Regions from separate parts of the Mus musculus genome. Here regions 1, 2 and 3 are each linked to region 4. The links are chromatin contacts, called in public promoter capture Hi-C maps. All regions are on one chromosome and are shown on one strand. Each heading gives the region's core, a stretch centred on a gene start, on an enhancer-like site or on the middle of the called end of the contact. The rest is flanking DNA. Distances are from core to core; before and after follow the strand shown. Region 1 holds the start of Stx4a (syntaxin 4A (placental)). Region 2 holds the start of Phkg2 (phosphorylase kinase, gamma 2 (testis)). Region 3 holds the start of Sbk1 (SH3-binding kinase 1). Region 4 holds the start of Kif22 (kinesin family member 22).

Region 1 (2,963 bases), core at 223-2,722, 800 kb after region 4:
GAACCAGAAAGGGACTGACTATTGTTTCTTTTGATGAACTTTCAGGTATTCAAATACCCATTTTTAGCTGTTCTGACACCTGCTGAGGGACTTTGGGGGGTGCGGGGGGGGGGGAAGCTTCTATACAATAGAAGTTCCACAGGGCACAGGACTTTGGTCTGTTGGTCCTTGATATGTCGCTAGCCCATATCAGTATCTATTCCCTAGTATGTATGTGTCCAATAAATCTATCAAGTGAATGTATTTCTGGAGGGTCAAAGCTGGGGAAATGAAGTCGGGCAGTGGTGGTGCACGCCTTTAATCCCAGCACTCCGGAGGCAGAGGCAGGCGGATTTCTGAGTTCGAGGCCAGCCTGGTCTACAGAGTGAGTTCCAGGACAGCTAGGGCTACACAGAGAAACCCTGTCTCGAAAAACAAACAAACAAACAAACAAACAAACAAACAAATCTGGGGAAATGGCACCGTGAGAGAAGCGTAAAGAAGATCAGGAAGCCACGGGCTTTAGTTTCAAATACAGGAAAGGCTACTATTCGGATCAAATCTTCTATGCAGGACTGCTATGTGGCAGCTACCGAATTTGGTGTTGGGGATTCCGTTAAAGAAAAGCAAGTCATGCTGAGACGTCAGCTGTAAGGCAGGGCTGCGGAGGTAACAGTACATTTTTCTCAGTCTGAGCTGCTCTGGAATTGTCGTGCTGCTCAGAAGGTAGCGAGCTCAGCGGGACTGCAATGCTCACTCGGGGCATAGGCCGCCCACCTGTCAGAGGCTGTGCCAGGAGGACGCGGGGGAGCAGCGGGGGGAGCGCCACCTTGGCTGAGGTCACTTCCCACCCCCAGATTCTCTGCCTACAAAACCCTGCAATTCCCTGACGCTGGAGACTCGGGTCTTATTATTTCCTGATTTCCAAGGTCTCATGATACTGACAGCCCCAAATGCAAGTCTTCACTTTGCCCACGCCCGAGGACCCAAAATTAAAACAACAAAAAAGTGAATTCTACAGAGCATCCTTAGTAGGTGGCTGAGAGTAGGCAGTGTACCCTTCCCCACCTCGAAGAAGCTGTTGGGGCACAGCTCAGACGCTGGGGTGTCGGGGACGTCGCGAGACTGAAGCCCGAGACGTCGCTGACAGGCCGGAACACATGACTGGCGGTCGGGCGTGCAGCCCGCGGAGCTGGGCCCGGCCTGTCACGTGATGAGGGGGCGCCATGGGGTGATGTGAGATACGAGGCTCTCAGACTGCGTGCAAATGACGCATTCCCAACCCTTTGGGCAACTAGATCTCGGCTCCAATATGAGATGTTCCGGTAGTGGGGGGGGGGGGAGCAGCGGGGCGGGCTCTGGACTCAGGCAGCCTCGCTTCCGTTCGGCTGCCACTGCTTCCGACCTCCGCCTTTCCCTCTAGCGAGGACGAGCCGAGCCCTCGCGCGCATGCTCGGAGTCATCCCCCGAGGGGCGGGGCGGCAGCTGCGGGAGCAGGATGGGGGGAAGAGAAGGGAATTCCAACCTGTAGAACTTTGGGGGTCCTATGATCGGGTTCTTCCCCACGACTGTGGATGGTGAAAGGGGTGGGGCCTTTGGCGGCTCCGGGGTGTACTGGAGTTCGCTGGGTGAGGGAGGGGGTGTCAAGTGTGAGAGAGGTGCAGGACTTCCAAATTTAGAACCTTGAGGCCCTTTGGGCTCGGGTCCAGGGCACTCCGACCACCATGCGCGACAGGACCCACGAGTTGAGGCAGGTGAGAAACCGGGATGGTGAGGACACCCTGGAGTGAGGAGAAGCGGGGCCGGGCGGGCGCGCTGGAGTGAGGACTCCTGGTTTTGGGTCCCGGGCGGGTGGCTGATGGCCAGGAAGGAAAATCCCGGAAGCCCATGGTTCCTGCGGGGCGAGAACCGCAGCGAGCAACTGTCGCCAATGACTCCGGCCCTGGCAGGGGGATAACATCTCAGACGATGAAGATGAGGTTCGAGTCGCGCTGGTGGTGCACTCAGGTGCTGCCCGGTTGGGCAGCCCGGACGACGAGTTCTTCCAGAAGGTAAGGGTCAGGAGAACCGAGGAGTAGGGCGGACTAGAGTGACACTTAAGTCTTCAGCCCTCTTGGTGATCCTTCCTAGGTGCAGACAATTCGGCAGACTATGGCCAAACTGGAGAGTAAAGTCCGGGAGTTGGAGAAACAGCAGGTCACCATCCTGGCCACGCCTCTTCCCGAGGAGAGTAAGCGAAACCTAGGGCTCACGCACGCCAGCCCGGTGGACTATGGGGGATGTAGTTTTATTCAGGTGATGGCCAGGATGGGTTTGGTTTTGGTTTGTGGGAGAGGCTGTGATTTAGAAGTGTTGGCTTTCTCGTTTAGGCATGAAGCAGGGCCTGCAGAACCTGCGAGAGGAGATCAAACAGCTGGGGAGAGAGGTCCGGGCGCAGCTAAAAGGTGAATGAATTTCAAGGGTCTCAGCCATATCTTTCCCTTTGATTCAGCCCAGTTGCTGGTGTATCTAGTTGTTGTATACAGTCAAGTGATAGATCCAGGTCACACAGCAGACTTGGGTCTAGGATCTCTGTCCCATGGCATCAAAGCCATGGTACTTTGCAGAGCACATTATGGCCTCTCAGATTCCTTTATTATTATTTTAAGTTTAAATTCAAAATTACTTACTGCTCTCATCCTTTCAGGCCAGTGTGTATTCTTTGGGCAAGCAGATGAGAGGTTCCTCCACGCTTGTGGGAACCCACTGGTGTAATTCAAAGAAAAACATATCTCAGAAATTCAGAATTCGCCCCCTTCTCCTCTCCCTTCTCTCTTCTCACCTACTCCTCCACCTCTTCCTCCTATATAGACCAGGATGGCCTCAAATGCACGGAGATCCATCTTTCTCTGCCTCTTGAGTGCTGAGATTAAATTAAAAGCTCGCTCCTTCTTTTTTCTTCTCCTCCTCCTCCATTATGCATTACTACCAGAAGGCATTCCTGT
Region 2 (2,987 bases), core at 439-2,938, 530 kb after region 4:
AAAGTCACTAACCACTGAGTTTATTTGGTTTTATATAGGAGCATAGTGACTCAAAAGCAGCTGCATCACCGAAAATCACTGTTTCTCCTTTATTCATCAGGTGAATAATTTATATACTTTCTCAATTTTTATACCCATCTCTCTCTCTCTCTCTCTCTCTCTCTCTCTCTCTCTCTCTCTTTTCAGCGCTTGGAGTTCTGCTTGGCCTTGTTCCTGCTGGGCAAGCATTCAATAGCTAAGCTCTATCCCAAGTCCTGCTGTCATCTTTAAAATATGTTCTAGTCAAGTATAATGAACATGCAGTAAACCCCACCTACTTAAAGTCTGTGAGTTAAATGGAATATCGGGAGGCTCAGGTTGTGATTCCTGACACATTATTGTTGTCCTTGGTCATTTCCCAAAGATCCCTGGTTCCTTTGTTTGCAACCAAGAGAAATCAGCATTTAGACTTTATACTAGCTTCTGTTTTGGGGGTCCTTTTAGAAATCAATACTGGAAAATATAAAATTATTTTTTAATCTGTTTTTCACCATTGCCCAAATTTTACCTGTAGTTCTTCCTCTAGTTCCAGATTTCATATTCTCATAGGAAGACTCTTCGGTTCCTAATTATATGAATACATTATTTTGACTAATTTCAGAATAATTATCCCCTGTGTACCAACAACAAACCTACTTAGGAAAGTTCAAAACTATTTTTGCAAGTTGTTAAAGTTAAGCTTGATGAGGAAAGGCTCTACAGTGACAGAAAGCAAAAACACTAAATTACTTGGTTTCCTTATAGAAAAAGCTGTTAGAAAATCATGCTGTAATCTAGGCGTCCTGAGCCTTAAATCCCAGCACTCAAACTGACTGATCTTTGGAGTTCCACCCCAGCCTGGGATACACAACGAATCCCTGACTAACAAGGGCTACATAGTGAGACACCGTCTAAAAAAACAAAAATTATCATTTCTCTTTTGCTGGACTGTAACCTTGAGGATTTGCTTTTTTCTTTGCTGTTACTCCAGAACCTTGGTTTTAGGATATGTCTGGCTTTGGAATTACTCTAGGCAGGACCTTAACAACCTTGTGTACTTAATGCAGGAGGGTCTGGGAGCAAGACGGTAGGAGTCTGTGACCCCAGGATGATGGACACTATCCTGAAAGCTCTAGTCAGGACCAAACGGCCAAGCTGCATATGCATTTTGTTTTGTTGTGTTTCTCAAAACAGTTTCTCTGTATAAACAGCCCTGCCGGTCCTGGAACTCACTTTGTAGACCATGCTGGCCTCCATCTCAAGAGATCCATCTGCCTGCCTCGCCTCCTAGTGCTGGGATTAAGCGTGCATGACCACACTTGTCTACACGCAGGTTTCCACAAAAAAAGGAATTTTGGAACAGGCTCTTACTATAATAAATGAGGATTCCAGAAGGAAACTAAAAGGGCCTTGTCCGAGGGCACGGTGAGGTAGTGCGGAGACATCACATTTCCGGTAACCTAACTTCCGTGTCTCTTTACAGACCAGCAGCACCAGGAGAGAAAAGCAAGTGCTACATGTTGATTGGCTGTTTTTCAGGCTCCTCCTCATGGTGGAGACCTTTTGGGGACTTCTAGCGCCAACGGCCTTGTCCGCCCTGGAATCCCGTCTTCCTATTGGACTGCCATTTTCCAATCGGAGGGTTTCTAATCCCTAGTTCTCAAACAGCAGGGGCCATTGGCTGCAATGATGGGGGCGGTGCCTTAGGTCGCTGTGGGAGCCTTACAGGTTAAAGCAAAGGAACAAACATAAACCAAGCAGCTGAGGGTCTTTGCGCAGGTTAGACTGTTCCCTCCTCACCCCCCTCCCCCCACCCTCCCTTCCCCCTCCCCGCTCGCACGGGTCATCCTGCTCGAGACCCCCGCGCCCCTCCCAGTGGACGCCAAGTGCGCTTGCGCGGTAACAGCCGCCCGCACTTGTGCCATTTCCCCCTTCTTCCGAGCCACCTTTCCCCCCTCCCGCCCTTCCCTATCCTCTTCCCTGCCCTGCTTCCCTCCCTCCCCCCTAGGCCCTTCGTTGTGGTCTCCCCGGTCCTGATCCTTCCCCTACCCCACCCCCAACCCCCAGGACCCTGGCGCCCCAGCCGCAGGTGCTGCGCCCCCGGGAGCCACGATGTGCATCCTCTCAGAACCTGTGGGCCTCCTTGCCCTCACTGCCCTCCGTTTCCTCCTCCCAGGCCCCCACATCCCTCAGAATGACGTTGGACGTGGGGCCGGAGGATGAACTCCCTGACTGGGCTGCGGCCAAAGAGTTTTACCAGAAGTACGACCCTAAGGACATCATTGGCAGGTGAGCCTTCACAGCTGAAGCATACACCGGCCCAGTGTAGTCAGCTCCCAGCCAGGAAATAAGGCTTCCTTCTGAAGACTGGATAGTTAGGAAGTGGACAGTGGAAAACAGTTAGTGACTTGGCTAGTATTCCGAGTTAACCCGCATTTTTTCCTCTATTCATCTATATTGTCAACAATTGTTTGTGGTCCAGACAACGGGAAGGTAGAAAATACCCATCACGTGAGCATTTCAAAGGTATCTAGTTCGAGAAGTAGGGGTCTGTAGAAAAGATGCTTGGAGCTGGGCGGTGGTGGTGAATGCTTTTGATCCCAGCAGAGGCAGGTGAATCTCTGTTGAGTTGACACCAGCCTGGTTTACAGAGGAAGTTCAAGGACAGCCAGGACTACACAGAGAAACCCTGTCGGGGAGGGGAGCAGGGATTGCTACTGTGATCGCCACCACAGATGCTTTATGGTTTAGTTTCAGAAGCATAGTGTATTGGTTATGTTGTGTTAAGCACCAAGAACACCGGGTGAGGGAGTGACAGAACAGGAACCCTGAGGAAGTTTCTGTCTTGGAAATGTTTCTATCTTTACATAATGAAAAAAAGATAAAGGTCGAAAGGAGCGTTAGGGGAAAAAATAAGTAGGCAGTAGGATTCAATCAACGGGGTCTCCACAGAGGAGGGGCTTTAGGAG
Region 3 (2,843 bases), core at 319-2,818, 770 kb before region 4:
AAGACTGAGCCACATTTCTAGTTCCTGTCTGTAGTTTATTCAACTTAGGTGTGTGTGTGTGTGTGTAGAGGGCAGAAGTTGACATTATCAGGTGTATTCTTCAATCCCTCCCCAGCTCATTTAACTTTTTGTGGGTGCGTGGTATGCATGCATATGTGTGTGTTTGCATGTATGTGGGGTGCACATGCATGTGTGTGCATGTGCAGACGGAGGTTGATTCTCTTGTTCTCTATTTTACAAATTGAGGCATGGTTTCTCACTTGAACCTAGAGCTGACTCATTCGGCTAGTCTTGCTAGTCAGCTTGCTCTGGGGATCCTGTCTGCCTCCTAAATGCTGGGATTCTAGGCTGCTACACCTGCCCAGCCATAGCTGAGTCCTGGGGGCCTGAACCCTGGTCTTTAGCAGCATCTCGCTTGGTTCCCCTTCTCCCCTCCCGTACTTATTTATTTATTCAGAGACTGGGTCTTTCACTGGAACTCACGGATCAGATCAGGCTGGTCCCTGGGATCCACCTGTTTCTGCCTTCCCAGGGCTGGAACTACAGGTGTCATGGCACTGGAGGAACTCAAGTCCCTCATGCTTGCCTGGCAAGCACTTTACTTAATAAGCCGTCTTCCCAGCTCCACCTAAGGCTACCTGAGTTTGCAATAACCAGCTCTAAAAGTTCTACCAGCAGCTGGAGTGGTTGGAAGAGGATGCTAATTTGAGAAAACAATCTGATCAGAGATTAAAAGGAGGAGAGATTTTGGGTGCGTCGGGGGCTTTTTCTATGAATAAAATAGTATGCTGCATGGGAGACTGGGCCTCTGGAAGGATGCGTTCGTTGTTCCCACTCTGTCGCCATCTCTGCTCGATCGCCCCACCTGCATCCAGGCTACAATTTCCGGTTAATGAACAAAGCTCTTCACACCCGGGTGGCTTTGCACAGCTGCTGCTTCAGCCAGGAACCCCCCACCCCCTTCTTCCGTTCTGCTATACACCTTTAATCCCAGCTTTTCCTTAAACTTACTTCGCGGTCTCCCTACAGCAGAGCTCGAAAGTTCTGCCTGAACCCTGCACGGCCCCACAGACCCCAGGTCTCTGAGTAGCCTAGTAGTCTTATGAGGTCCCCTGGAAATCGAATGGATAGGTGGAAGGATGAATGGGCAGACAGGCGGGTGAACAGATGGACCGGTAGTTGAATGAGCGAGTGCATTCTGAATAGGAGAGCTCGGATTTATTTTTCTTCTTTGAAACAGATCCAGGCTCCGCCCCACAAGCACAGGCTGGAATAGTCTGGGACAGTCTAGCCCCTCGGGGACCAAGCAGCTGGACCAGGTGACCCTCTGTGACTCCCCCGAGCCCTCTCTAACCTCGTTCTGGCCCCCTCCTGGGCTCTGACCTAGAAAAAGAAGCTTATGCCAATGACCGGCGGGCCTTAGGACCCCGCGTGGCCGGAAAGCGGGCGGGGCATCGTGCGGCTCCCGCGGCGGTGGGGAGGTCCAGGCCCGTGGCGCCTGGCGGGAGGGCGCGGCGGGAGTGCGCGTGCGCGGAGCGCGCACCCGGCGCGGCGGACAAAGGCGCGTGCGGCGGCGCGCGAGGCGGAGGGCGGAGCGGCGGGCGGGCAGGTACGCGCCGGCGGGAGGCGGAGCCGCGAGGCCGCGATGGAGCGCAGCCCGGGCGGGCACCGGCGCTGGAGCCCGAGTGCCGGGCGGAGCGGGAGCCTCAGCCGGAGCCGCAGCCTCAGCCCGCGCCAGGCCGGGGCAGGAGCCCGCAGGGCCGGGCTGCTCGCAGCGGCGGCGCCCGAACCCCCCAGCGGCTGAGCGGTGACCTCCATCCTCGCACGCGGCTGCTGGGACGCAGCGACCGATCCAACCCGGGCCCCCCAAGATCTGCTTGCTACAACCGCACACCTCAAGACACAGAGAGACCCAGGCTTGGGGCGCTAGCCTCCCTAATCCGCTACTCCGGCACACAGGGACCCCAAACCTAGGACAGCAAGATCCTCTTGCTAACGAGAAGCCGCGGGCACCCCAAAGCCTCGGGACCCGGGCGACCAAGCCCCTTGCGACGCCTTCAGCGTCCCGGCTCATGGTGGTAGTGGTGCCCTGAGCCCCTCTCGGGCCGGGCAGACGAAGATCGACACGGCGCCCAGGCCCCCTGCCGCGGCGTCCCCGCGGCCCCAGCCCAGGTAAGTGGGACCCAGGTGAGGGGCGGCAGGTGAGTGGTACCGAGGTCCCTAGAGTCCTGCAGGTGGGGAAGGAAGTCCAGAGTGCGCGCTCCCCCTCCTCAGCGTCGCCATGGAGCCGAGGCTGAAGGACGTCTCTTTGTGTCTCGCTTGGAGGAGCCGCCCCCTCCTCCTCTCCCTTCCCCCACCTTCCACCCCAACCCTGAGATTTGGGCACAGCTTCGGACCCCGGGAGAGAGGAGTTGCGACGCCCTGGAGAGGGGTTAGAAGGTGGAGAGTCTCCCCGGAATAGCCTGGAGCCTTAGACCTTAGGTCCTTTGAAGAATAAAGACACGTAACTATCATCTCCCAAAGACCAAGCTGAGTTCTTAAGTGACACCCACCCTCCCCACAGGAAAGAGAAAATTTGGGGCGCCCAAAGGTGAGAGGTGCCTGCATTCTGCAGCTCTGGGTGACAGCTGGGGCTTTGGGTGTGTGCCTTTGTCTGAGAGGGCAGGGAAGGGGCGTGTTTGAGAGGATGAGTCTCTTATTTTCTGACTCTGAGACCCCAGCTCAGGTCTCAGTGGGGCTCTTTATCCAGTCCCTCTTTGTGCTCCCTGCAGAACAGGGAGAGGACAAGCCCTCTCAGTGAACAGCTAGTTTGGGGGAGGGAGGTACCCTGAATGAAGAAACCA
Region 4 (2,908 bases), core at 101-2,600:
GACCAGGCTGGCCTTGAACTGAGATCCACCTGCCTCTGCCTCTTGAGTTCTGGGATTAAAGGTGTGCGCCACCACTCAGCTTCCAATTACCATTTCTTAATAAAGATTTCTCAAAATACCCAAAGGTTTGTTTCAGATTCTACACTACAAGTTTATGCTTTTCTACCAATGTATTTCCTCATACTACATTTGTTTATGGGACTATTTGAAAATGATTGTAATTTCTTGGAAAGGGCTAACAGTCTTTCAGCACTTTAACGTTTACTACATACCAAGCACCCTGGGTCTCAGAGTCTGTATTCGGACATAACTGTCAAGGGCAGAGGCATTACAGTGTAACTACCTGAGTGTGAATTTAGATTCCCAATATTTACTAGTTGTGCTATCTTGAAGAAGCTATCTACCCCATTTATGCCTGCTTCCTCTTGTCAAAACACAAGTACAGGGGGCTGGTGAGCCTTAGAAATTGAGTGCCTATTAGTTTTCTAGAGGTTCTGAGTTTGGTTCCCAGGGTCCACATCTGGTGGCTCACAGCTGCCAGTAACTCCAGCTTTAGAGGGTCCAACACTTCTGGCTTCTGCGGAGATCCACACATAGGTGGCACACATTGATAAAATTAAAGCTTTTTGTTAAAGACAGGGCATTAACAGTCATGACCTCAGAGCTCTGTACAACATTAAACGGTTCATCACAAAATGCTTGCAGCACTGCCTGGCTGAGGCGTTCTCCTAAAGGTCTGCCTCCCCCAAAGCCAAACAAACAGGCCAGATTTCGGCCTATAGAAAGAGGAAAGACACGCATACGCAAATCGTCTTAGGAAAGATTTGGAATCTCCTGGCAGCCAGCCTTTTCACCAGGAAAACAGCATCCGGTTCCAAGGCTGGAGGGAAAGGATTTTCCTTTGCCGTGTGATCTCACACAGCCTTCAGTCGGAGTGGGATCTCTGAACAGACAGACAGACAGACAGACAGATAAAGAGGCTCTTCGCTGCTCAGTCTTTACAGACGGGTGGCTGCCCGGCTTTACAGATGACACAAATTGAAGCGCACACATTAGCGCTCAGGCTCTAGACAGGAGCTGGAGCCTCGGCAGGGTCTCAACCCCCTCTACACCGCCGAAGGCAGCGAATAGAGGACAGGGTGCGGTGGCGCCCACCTCCACGCCCGCCAGCCAGCGTCCCCTCGCCCTTCCGCCCCGCGCCGGCTGGATTTTCCGGGACCACTGCTACTCTGTAAGTCTCACGCAGTGGTGCTCCCTCCTCCCGGCCCGCGTACCTGAGGTGGCCGACGCCATCTCCCGTCGCTGCGGACACGTCTTAGCCCTTAAGCTCATAGCCTTCCCTTCTTCGGCCCGCTTCTCTCTTTTGAATTACCGGGGCCCCGCCTCCCTCTCAGATTCGACCAATCGCAGCTACGTGCCGCCGGAAGTTTCGGTTCTAATTTACCGTAATTCCGCCGTCTCGGGCTCACTTCCGGTCTCGAAAGCAAAATATTCCCAGGGATAGGGCCCTGGAGTCTGTCACTAAATGGTCAGTAACTGAGGTCCCTGCACTTTCAGGCTTTTGAATTGCCAGGTTGGAATTGGCTAAATGCAGACTTTCGCCCGACTTTTCCTTCTCAGCTTTTCTTCTGAAAGCACTTGATTGATTCTATATTCAAAGTTCCCAGCTCTGAATACAATTTTTGCCTTTTGGAGCGGACAGAATCTCTTTGTAGCCCTGGCTGTCCTGGTGTGAGAAGGCAAAAAGTTCCTCTTTGAACTTGACTCCCCCACCACCACCCCTTTTTTTTTTCTTACTGTGGGAAAGTTCCCAGCCCTGTTTTAGAATCTTGGGACAAAATGCCCCCAGCTAATTGCATGCGTTTGGCTTCTGTTAAACTGCTTGCTTTCCTTTGCCCTGCAACTGCCAAACAGGATGTAGTTTTTGTGTGCTCTTTACCTTTAAAAGCTTCTGTAAAATGCAGTTGAGACTGCTTTGTGAGGAGTTTCTTTCCAGGAATTTTCTAGCGACTTAATACAGATTGTCAAACCAGACTTTGGTGGTCTTTGGGTCTCTAACTAGCAACATTGTAACTCACTATGTAGACCAGGCTGGGTTTAAACTAACAAAGACCTGCGCTCTTCTGCCCTGGAAGCTGCAACACTTTGCCATCTAACCATGAAGGACCACAGTGAGACAGATTATCTTTAGGTAGCCCTGGCTGTCCCAGAATGGTGTAGACTAAACTGGACTCAAACTCACAGAGACCTGTCTGTCTTTGCCTTCCTGGTGCTGGGACTAAAGACAGGAATCAAAGTTGTGTGTCACTACACCCAGCTAAATTCAAAGATATTGACTAGCACAATTTACAGGTCTAGAATGAGACGGCATTTCACACAATCAAGAACTGATTGGTCACAGTCTAGTGACTTAAGGTTAACTTCATTACCATGGAAATGGAAACTGGACTGTTTGACATTTTGGTTATTACTTCTAAATTCTTTTTTTTTTTTTTTCCTTTCTTTTTCTTCTTCGAGACAGGATTTCCTCTGTATAGCCCTGGCTGTCCTGAAACTCACTCTGTAGACCAGGCTGACCTTGAACTCAGAAATCTGCCTGCTTCTGCTTCCAAAATGCTGGGATTAAAGGTGTGCACCACCACTGCCCGTCTTACTTCTGAATTCTTAAAAGCAAACTTTCAGTTTGATATGTAAAAACTTTGCACCACTCTGAATGTTTTGTTGTTGCTGTTATTTATTTATTTAGAGATGGGGGTCTCTCTAAGTGGCCCTGGTTGTCCTCGAACTTACTATGTAGACTAGGCTAACCTTGAAATTTATTGAAGGCAAAGCACACAAAAATGTGTGTAGACTCATCAGATGGGGAGGGGGGCCCAGATTTGGTGTCCTCAAGAACTGACCTTTTGTC

Evidence for each region. Promoter capture Hi-C pulls out the DNA fragments that hold promoters and counts their contacts.
Region 1: a promoter capture Hi-C map of liver shows a contact between it and region 4, with 2.3 times the contacts expected there. The contact joins the promoter of Stx4a here to the promoter of Kif22 in region 4. A contact is called at or near these places in 2 of 39 promoter capture datasets (liver and neutrophils).
Region 2: a contact with region 4 is called in a promoter capture Hi-C map of hematopoietic stem and progenitor cells, with 2.3 times the contacts expected there. The contact joins the promoter of Phkg2 here to the promoter of Kif22 in region 4. A contact is called at or near these places in 3 of 39 promoter capture datasets (hematopoietic stem and progenitor cells, hippocampal neurons and liver) and 2 of 9 other capture datasets (adipose tissue and pancreatic islet).
Region 3: a promoter capture Hi-C map of cranial neural crest shows a contact between it and region 4. The contact joins the promoter of Sbk1 here to the promoter of Kif22 in region 4. A contact is called at or near these places in 2 of 39 promoter capture datasets (cranial neural crest and liver).

The regions. Positions count from the first base shown.
Region 1 is chr7:127,840,336-127,843,298 of GRCm38.p6, forward strand. It overlaps Stx4a (syntaxin 4A (placental)), which reads left to right and starts at 1,473. Exons shown (of 11, transcript NM_009294.3): 1 at 1,473-1,733; 2 at 1,929-2,030; 3 at 2,110-2,209; 4 at 2,349-2,423. The coding sequence starts at 1,704.
Region 2 is chr7:127,571,660-127,574,646 of GRCm38.p6, forward strand. Phkg2 (phosphorylase kinase, gamma 2 (testis)) reads left to right here and starts at 1,689. Exons shown (of 10, transcript NM_026888.3): 1 at 1,689-1,797; 2 at 2,195-2,307. The coding sequence starts at 2,213.
Region 3 is chr7:126,270,928-126,273,770 of GRCm38.p6, forward strand. Sbk1 (SH3-binding kinase 1) reads left to right here and starts at 1,569. Exons shown (of 4, transcript NM_145587.3): 1 at 1,569-2,172.
Region 4 is chr7:127,041,070-127,043,977 of GRCm38.p6, forward strand. It overlaps Kif22 (kinesin family member 22), which reads right to left and starts at 1,351. Exons shown (of 14, transcript NM_145588.1): 1 at 1,275-1,351. The coding sequence starts at 1,332.